Regions from separate parts of the Mus musculus genome. Here region 2 is linked to region 1. The links are chromatin contacts, called in public Hi-C maps. All regions are on one chromosome and are shown on one strand. The core of a region is the stretch at or near the end of the contact, and the rest is flanking DNA. Distances in the headings are between cores, read along the strand shown.

What was found. A called contact is a pair of places that touch in the nucleus more often than the background predicts.
Region 2: a Hi-C map of the G1E-ER4 cell line shows a contact between it and region 1, with 2.9 times the contacts expected there. The contact joins two enhancer-like sites. A contact is called at or near these places in 1 of 15 datasets of contacts at CTCF or cohesin (the NIH/3T3 cell line), 1 of 484 Hi-C or Micro-C datasets (the G1E-ER4 cell line), 3 of 115 datasets of contacts at active chromatin or transcription factors (embryonic stem cells, memory CD8 T cells and regulatory T cell precursor) and 2 of 9 other capture datasets (embryonic stem cells and macrophages).

Annotation. Positions count from the first base shown.
Region 1 is chr11:3,309,698-3,314,363 of GRCm38.p6, reverse strand. All of the region lies in intron 1 of Gm12592 (predicted gene 12592), which reads left to right. Gm11944 (predicted gene 11944) reads right to left here. Exons shown (of 6, transcript NR_045708.1): 2 at 3,228-3,374; 3 at 1,739-1,832. Among named protein-coding and RNA genes, the nearest start is that of Gm11944, 3.0 kb to the right of the region's middle. Within about 2 kb of position 2,248, at least 41 of the 459 cell types and tissues checked have an H3K27ac peak or open chromatin away from gene starts, as enhancers often do. A contact at or near this core is called in the G1E-ER4 cell line, where this site is marked.
Region 2 is chr11:3,377,633-3,382,368 of GRCm38.p6, reverse strand. All of the region lies in intron 2 of Limk2 (LIM motif-containing protein kinase 2), which reads left to right. Among named protein-coding and RNA genes, the nearest start is that of Gm51879, 20 kb to the left of the region's middle. Within about 2 kb of position 2,143, at least 25 of the 459 cell types and tissues checked have an H3K27ac peak or open chromatin away from gene starts, as enhancers often do. A contact at or near this core is called in the G1E-ER4 cell line, where this site is marked.

The sequences.
Region 1 (4,666 bases), core at 999-3,498:
CTCTGCAAAACAGTGGGAGGAGTTCTGAGTCCCTGAGAGTAAGGGTTGGCCCAGGATGAAGGAAAAAAGGAGGGGAGCTAATAGAGGAAGGCAGCAAGGGAGAGGAAGAGTGAGCCACTAGGGGGCAGTCAGGGACGTGTTCCCTGTGGCTGGAATCATGGAAGGCCTGAAGTAGGTGTATCTGTATCTCAAACCCTCTGTTCCCTTGAACCTGTGTCCACATCTGAACACGTACTGATTTAGAACAAAGTAAAGGAGAAGGTATAGGTTGCAGGTCTGAGCTGATGCTGGAGGAGGAAGGGCTCATCTTTAAGGGTTCCTTGTCAGTGTTCCTTGTGGGATGGACCAAAGCATTTTGGTTTCAGTTATTGGTATGAAGAGTAATCTCCTTGTTGGGGTAGGGTGAATTGGAGGGCCGAGTCCAAGTCCTTGTCACAAGAGACAAAGATGACCTATTTGGAGTTCCTGGGTGCCTTTTACAGCTTAAAGCATTTAAGATGTTTCCAAGAACTGGAGGGGAAGGTATCCTGGGAAGGGTCCCAAGTTGTGGGGATGTCTACCTGTCCCGGGCTTCCACCTCTCCCCTGCATCTCGGCTTGGTCTTTTACTCTTGTCTAGTGTGCTTGTTCATTTGAGCCTGAGTATCATAAGGGACAGACCACGCACAAGTGGGAACCGTGCAGAACAGGGAAGTGTACAGAAGTGACACACAGCTCAGATCTGAGCCCTCACCTTGCCCTTCACATCTTCAGACATAAGCAGTCACTAGACTTCTCTGAACCTTCAAGTAGAATATTTTCCTTATGGGGCACTGTGCCTGGCACCCAGCAAGTGTGCCAGCTAGCTGTCTTACAGCAGAGGTGGGGGCAGGGAAAACTGTAGACAGCAGCAATCAGATATGGGCCTCTGGAGTTTCTCAGGCAGATAAAAAGATAAGAACTTTACAGGCAGAGGAAGCAGCTTACACAAGCAAATAAACAGGAGCTGTGAGGTGAAAGGGCTCAGGGCTCCAGTGCATAGCATGGGACCCTGCCTCCCCCACTTCTAAGTCCCTCCCCCCCAAAAAGGTAAAGTGCTTTCTGCAAAATCTTTGAGTTGGATCTGTTGGATCCACAGTGGAAAATCAAACTCTAAAGAGGTTCCTGTAAACTGGGTGTGTTGTACTTTAATCCCAGCACTCAGGAGGCAAAGAGTAGATAGATCTCTGAGTTCGAGGCCAGTCTGGTCTAGAGTGAGTTCCAGGACAGCCAGGGCTACACAGAGAAACCCTGTCTCAAAAAACAGGGTAGAAAGTGAACTGGTTAGGCAGCCGTGGCAATAAGCACATTGGACCTCCTTGAATAGACTGCCTCAGTACAGCCTTCCTGGAAGATAAGGCACTGCACAGCAGACCAGGACCCCAGAGCCGTCCAGCAGGAGGCTAGACCCTCTAAGCCAGGACGAGGCCTCGCAAAATATACACTGGCAGCTGGAAGCCTAACCCAAGCCTGGCCTCACAGTCATTGACTTCCTTCAATTTTATTTACAGCTAAGTGCTTTACTTTCTTTGAACACAGCCCAAGCAAGCTGGTCTTGAACTCCCTATGTGGCTGAGGCTGGCCTTGAACTCCTGATCTTCCTGCCTCTACCTCCTGGGAAGTCCTGGGATTATTATAAAAGAGCAATACCCAACCTGCAGTTTAAAATGGTCAAAATACATAAAACAAATTCTCCCTCTTTTAATGACAAAAATGCTTACCTGTTGGCACTGCACAGAAATTGTTTGCTAGTCCTGTTCTTGCTCACTGTCTCCATTACAGTGAAGGGGTTTGAGCAAAGATGGTTGAGGTAACCTGAAAGGAGTTTTGCGTGTTTCCTAATGTGCTTTACTAGGTAGGGATCAGCTACTTTGTTCTCCTAGCAGCCCTGGAAAAACTGCTTTTTTGTTATCGTAGGTTTTGGTGAGGAAACAGGCCCACATCATTCTGAAAGAAGTTCCTGGAGGGTCTGAACCAGGCTCTCTGTCTCCTGGATGAGCATGAACCAGGGCACAGTGACGATTGCCCAGAGAAGAGACTGTGCTTAGAGCAGCAGCAGTTCAAGGTGGTTGTGGGTCGTGGAAGATGCAGGCATACAGACGGGGATGAGTGGGGGACTTGTAGTGAAAGCTACTTGGTGGGGTAGAGCAAGAGGCACAAGGCTGGGGGTGACTCAGGCTCTAAGCTTGAGAGCTCTCTGTAGACACTAGCTGGACGGGACGGCTGTGGTAAAGTCCTAACAGTCCCACTGGGGGATGGCACAGAAGCAGCTCAGGTTGCACTGTGGGATCCATTCTCACTGCTTGCTTTGGCTGTGTTGGGATCAAGCCTGTTGGTTGTTAAATTAGTCACTCCTTATTCTGAGTGACTATGAATTGATATATGTGATAGTTAGACAGGTAGTTGGCACCTTTAGTGTGTCATTACTACTAATGGCTAGTGTATTTATTTGGAACAGCATATGACTGGAAATCATAAAGGCTGACACGTTTAAAAAACAAAAAGACCTACAAGTGTGGACTTGTGTTCAGGAAATACCAAGTAGGAAGCAAATCCAGCCTGGGGAATTCAGAGGTGAGCTACACAATTGTTTTTTGGGGGTGGGTTGGGGGAGGGCTGCTAAGAAAAGGAACAGGCTGTGCGTGGTGGCACACGCCTTTAATCCCAGCACTCGGGAGGCAGAGGCAGGTGGATCTCTGAGTTCGAGGCCAGCCTGGTCTACAAAGTGAGTTCCAGGACAGCCAAGGCTACACAGAGAAACCCTGTCTCGAAAAACCAAAAAAAAAAAAAAAGAGAAAAGGAACAGGAAGCCAAGAGCCGTTACTCATTCCCACAGGAGGCTGCTTTCATACCCTGTTGATAACAGTCTTAACAGCTTTACTACACCCTCCCCAGCAGTCCTGTTTCCCACATTACAAGCAAACATCAGGCCAGAGTTGCATAAAGCATCTCAAATGTGTTCTACAACTGCCGTAAACCCACCTGACTAGGCCTCCGGCTTCTATGTTCTGGTGATCAAATTTCCCCTCCAGCAGCGCTGGGCTAGCTCTGTGGTGCGCTCGCAGACACATCTACCTTTACTTTAGTAAAGCCCAGGGAAGTTTGGGGTGTGGTCCCAGTAGATACGGAGGGTCACTCTAAGCATGGGTACACCCTTAGCTTGTGATGGCGGTCTTTCAGCCTCCCTCTGTCTACTGATGGGAGACTGACCTTTGGAAATTTGCAGAAGCAAATCCTGGGCAGCTATGGAGGCCATCACCCTCTCTGCATCATGATCTCCACAGCTTCTGTCTATGGCATGGAGGATACAGGCTGTTGGGGCAGGCAAACGCACCTGCTTGCTTTGTTGTTCATTTCCTGCCATAGGACAGTGACAGAAATAAATACAGTCCCCACCTGTCCAAGGCAGTGTCAGGGGTTCTAAGCACAGAACTAAGAAAATCTTTGGAAGGACTCAGCAACTTCATCAAGTCCTTGGCTCAAGGCCAGGCCTACACTTCAACACAAGTATGATCAGTTGCAAACTCTGTAATGGTCACAAAGCTGAGTCTATAGAACTTGAGCATGCTACATCATCCTGCTTGCTAAGTCAGAGCAAATGGCCAGAGCCCACCCAGCAGGTCACCCAAGAGCTCATGTAAATGCATGGCTTGAAGGCTCTGCCTTTATAGCAGAACAGCAATGTAATTAATCAGTATTAACTCGGGGCTAAGGGAAGTTGTGCTTTGTCCCTTCTGGTCTTGTCTCTTTCTCTTCATCAGTGATTGTTTCTTTTTTTTCTGTTTGGAGATGAAAGACTATTTCTATTCATTTGATCTTGATTTCTCAAGATCCTTGGAAGTGCTTTAAGTTTGCCAGTCCCTCTGGCGATTGGTTTTGTTCCCATTAAGCCTCTGTGGGGCTGGAAGATAGTTCAGTCAGTGAAGTGCTTGCCTTGAAAACATAACCTGCGTATGAGCCCCAGAAGAAACTCACGTTTAAAAAGAAAAAAGTGCCAAGCACAGTGAAGTGCACTTGCAACCCCAGAACTGGGAGACCAGTAATCCCAGGGGTCCGGAGGCTGGCCAGCATAGCCTGCTTAGTGAACCCTGGGGCAGTGAAAGAGCTCCTCAGAAAATAAGATGGGGGCTGGAGAGGTGGCTCAGAGGTTAAAAGCATGGGTGCTCTTCCGGGGGACCCACATTCATTTCCCTGCAACCACATGGCACCTCACACCTGCCTTGTAGCTGTAGTTCCAGAGTTCCTGACGTCATCACAGCCATACACACAGGCAAACATCAGTGAACATTAAAAAAAAAAAAAAAAAAAGATGACTCCTGTAGAACAGCACTGGGGAACTGGGGACTGCCCTTTGACAGCCACATGTGCAAGCACGCACACACACAGACAGACATTAGCAGGCATGCACACACAGACAGACAGACAGACAGACAGACGGACAGACATACTTCCCTGTCCTGTGTGTTGCTTGCTACTCCTACCTCCACCCTCAGAACTAAGTATATCTTTATAAGGAATGTCTTTTCAAACCAAAACCAAAGCCAAAACCAAACTTGGGAAGCAGAGGCAGGTGGATTTCTGGGTTTGAGGCCAGCCTGGTCTACCAAGTGAGTTCCAGGACAGCCAGGGCTACACAGAGAAACCCTGTC
Region 2 (4,736 bases), core at 894-3,393, 68 kb before region 1:
GAAGACAGCTACAGTGTACTTACATATAATAAATAAATAAATCTTTAAAAAGAAAAAAAGAAGGAGAGCAGGGGAAGAGGAATGAGTTCAGCTGCCCTAGCCCACACTAATTCTAAATTGTAGTAAATGTGACCAAAAGCAACTTGGGTGGGAAAGGGTTTGTTTCATCTTACACTCGCACACCTCGTCCCTTAGGAGTTAGGACTGGAACCTGAATGCAGGAACTGAAGCTAAGAGTGTGGAGGGATGCTGCTCACTGGCTTGCTCTTCATGGCTTGCTCAGCCTGCTTGCTTGTATTACCAGGACCTAGTTGTGGCACTGTCACAGTAGACTGGGCCCCTCACATCAGTCTCTAGGCAAGAAGATGCTCCCACAGACTCGTCCACAGGCCAGGCTCATGAGAATTGTTTATCAGTAGAGGCTCCATTTTCCCAGATGCCACCAGCTGGTATCAAGTTGACAAAAAATAAATTAAGTAAACCGACTAACCATCAGGTGAGTATTAGAGACAGCCTCAGCTACACAATGAGTTTGAGGCCAGCCTGGAGGCTGCCACCGCTGTAGCCTAGAACTCTGGCTTGGGTGACAAGGGCATGAAGAAGTGACAGCCACAGGGACAGAGAAGCACCAGAAGCTCAGGATGTTTATTATATGGAGTTGGACACAGAAGAGGTATTGTCTACAGCTGAACAAGGTAGTGAGTTGTTACACAGAGATAAGCAGAGAGGCAGGGTTATTCCATACAGATGAACAAGGAGGGGCTTAGCTGATCGCAGTAGGAGCAGGCTCCAGAGGGGAGCAGGCTTCAGCCATGAACACCCAGGGAAGCAATCAAAGGTGAACATTTTCCACACACGCTGTCAGCATTTAGACTCCAAACAGAGGATGGTGTTGCAGTCACTTGAGCCTCACTGAGGTGACAGGGGACAGTGAGCCTTTGCCAGTTTCCCTTGTGTCTAAGGCTTTGTCCTCAAATGTCTGTCATGTCAACAACACACACCCACTCAGGACTTCACACACCCAGGGTTTCCTTCACTGCCCACACTTGGGTGCGTGAGGTCCTGTCATAAGCAAACAAAACAGAAGTAAAGACAAGTGGCCGGCAGTGAACTAGAAGTGAGAGCCGTGATGCCTTTGCCTGGGTCAGGTTGCTGAGTGTGGCCTGGCTACAACCAAGCTGGGTTCTACATTATAGGCATTATATTACATTATATTATATTACATTATATGCAGGGCTAGTTTGGCCGAAGTAAAGATCTCTGTGACAGTTCTTCTGATGCCCGTGTTAGCCTCTGGGGGGGTCTTTTCTTCTTTCTCTTTCTCTTTTCTTGTTTGTTTGTTTTGAGCTAGAGTTTTACTGTGTGGCCCAGGCTGGTTTTAAACTCTTAGGCTTGAGTCAGTTGATGTTCCCACCTCAGCATCACAATTGGACTGGGTGGGCTCTAAGTGTGAGCACCTCACTGCCCAGTGTAGGTCTCGAAGTCCTACCTATGCCAGGGATTTGGGCACACTGATTTCAGTTGTCAGCCTGTAGGTAGACAGTGATGTTGATAAACCATCAAAGCATGTCCGCATGTCTCTGGGTGAGGGTGTTTCTAGACCAAAGGTCAAACCCCAGGCCCAGATTAGGTTGATTCGCCAAGACGCCAGCCATAGACAGGTCTGTGGGTGGCTAGCCGGCCCACCTTCTTCTGACTACCATTGCTTCTTTTAGCATTGACCTAAAGGGTGTGGAATTGTTTTCTCACCTTAATTCTTTTAACAAAGAAGAGGCATAGAGAGGTTTAAAGGCTTGACTGAGATCACACAGTAAGCCATTGTCAATCAGGGAAGGATCTCAGGTCTTCTAATGGCGCTGCGGGCCTCGCCTCAGAGATGTGTTGGTACGGTAAAGGATTTCTTTCTCCCAGAAGAATGTCTGTGGGAATGAAGGCTCTGACACTGAATGTCAAACATTGTTTGCTGTCGTTTTGTGAAGTTTTTAAGTTAGAGGCTGGAGTGATGGCTCTGGTTAAGGTCACTTGTGCCTCCTGCAGATTTGCATGTTTCAGTTCTCAGCACCCACAGTTGTCTGTAAGTCCAGCTCTGCAGGTCACATCTAAATAATGTACATGGGTGTTATGTCTGCATGTATGTCTGCATCGTGTGCATGCCTGCTACCTGCAGAGGCCATTAGATCTCCTGGAAGTAGAGTTATAGTTGATTATGTGCTGGGATTCAAACCCAGAGCCACATCTCACCCCCTGAGTTTCCTAGCATTAGCGTCACAAAACAACAGTTCGTGATAATCTATAGGGGCCACCATCTGATTCTTAATGAACTTAGTGGTTAAAATGAGCAGGTCCATAGAGATGTGGCCTCAGGACAAGGGCATTGTCTACTGGTGGTGAACAGTGGTTGGCAAACAAACTTGGTGTGAACATAGCAGAGCTAGCTGTAGACTTGAATTGAGCCAGCACCTGATAATGCATATTGTCCTTGGTGCCTCAGCCTTTATATCCTGGCCATTGGGAGCCCCTGCTTGCTTCTGATAAATAGCCACCCCACCACCCCAGTTGCCTGTGAGTGTCTTTAATTACCCAATTGCCCCAGCCTGGTACACAGTGGTCTAGCACTCCTTACCATCCCTGCTTCCTTTGTGGTCACTGCTTAAGTGTGGGCTCCAGTGTGATATGCTCAGGGTTATGTTGTTCCTTCAAGCTCGGAGCCTCTTGTCTGCCTGGCAATCAGCCTGCTTTGCCAGCTGATACAGCACCTCCTCTGGAGGAACCCCACCCCTACCCCCAGCCCCACCAATCAGAGGAGAGTTTTTTCACCCTCCTTGTTATCTTCCTCATACTCTATCCCTGTCGGTGTGTGTTTGCACACCCAGCTGCAGTCTTCAGGTATAGTTTTCCAAGGGTGGGACGATATCTAACCTACCTCTGGGCCCCATGGCGTAGCGGACTACCTAGAACGGAGCAGTCTCAGGGTGAGTGGTGCCTTTCTGGAATGGTGTTTTAGAGAACTTGAATAAACTCCTTCCTGTATGCACCCTCATCATCTCTACTGTGCAACATTGTCCCGGGCAAGAGCTTTCCTTCTGACATGGACAATAGAATAAGACTATAGCCGGCTGGTAGTGGTGGTACTCACCTATAATCCCAGCAGTTGGGAGGCAGAAGCAGGCAGATCTCTGAGTTCGAAGCCAGCCTGGTCTACAGAGAGTGAGTTCCAGAATAGCCAGGATATACAGAGAAACCCTGTCTCGAAATAAACAAACGCAAACAAAAAAGACCCCTGTCTATAATGTGGTCATTGAACCCCCACGTGCCTTTGCTGCTATAGCCGTCCACTGTGCTTTCTCTCTCCCTGGGCAGTGTTAGAGGGGTGCTAACAAATTCTCTTTTCAGGGGCAGGGATTTGAGACAGGGTCTCTCTACATAGCCCTGGCTGTCCTGGAATCCTCTGTGTAGATTAGGCTGGCTTCAAACTGAGAGAGCCTCTCGTCTCTGCCTCCTGAGTACCAGGCATGTGCCACCACACCTGGCCACAAATTCTCTTTTTTTCCATGTTCCTCACCATTACCAGAACAGCCCTAGGCATCCATGTCAGACATAAACTGAGGCTATTTACTTCTGTGTCTCTGTCACATTCTGGCTAGGCCTTACTGACAGTGCTCCTGACAGTGCTCCGATGCACTTGTGATTGGATCAGTCCGCTGTGAATAACACTTGGAGAAGCAACAACTGGTTTTGAAGTCGGCAGCACACATTTGTTTGAGCTCGCTTGCGTGCGCATGCATGTGTTGCTGGAATGGAACCCAGCGCCTCATACATAGTAGAAAACAGCTCTATCGCTGAGTTACATCTACGGCTCAGCCTGGGCAGAGTAGCCATGCCTTCTAACTTGTCTCCATACACTGCTGTTGAAGAAAGAGGGAGACGGCCACCATGAAGTTTCAAATGAGTAATAACACATCAGGAAAGTGAAGTCCCCATTACATCAAGGTTTAAGCAGCTCTAACCCTGACAGTGACCAAGCAGCCTCCAGAATAAAATGAACTGTCTACCTGTGCATCCTCATCTGCAGTGAGGGGGTGAGAGTGGCTATTCTGTCCGACTCGGGTTACTGTGACAATGAGGTGAAATCAAATGGAGAAGTGCCTGAGAAAGAGTAGGATGGAGTCCTCAGTCTCCATGTGGATCAGAACCACTAGGTGTTGTTTAAAATAGAGGTTTGGCGCACAGGCTGGGGGAGTGGTACACATCTCTTGTCCCACCCAGCACCCAGGAAGCAGAGGCAGGTGGAGCTCCAGGACAGCCAGGGTTACACAGAGAGACCCTGTCTCAAAACAACGACGAAGATATAAAGTTCAGATTCTTTCCCTCAGAACCTCTGGGGCTGTGTGGCTGGGTGGTGCCAGGGATAGCCTCGTTTTCCCAGTGGAGTCCAGATAGCTGTTCCTCAACCACACCTTGAAAGATCTCACCATGACCAAGTAGCAAGTGCAGAACAGCTGTTTGCAGCACCCTCAGTGTGTCAGAGCCGGAGTTCAGAGACTCGTGTTAGATCCCAACCTTGTCAGTTTTTACTCATGAGACTGAACAACATTCCCAACCTTCATTTCTTCATCTGGAAAAAGGAGGTGGCAACAGTGATGCACCATTTAATCCCAGCATTCAGGAGGTGGAAGCAGTCAGATTACTGAGCTCAAGGCCAGCCTGGTCTACATAGTGAATTCCAGGATAGCTAG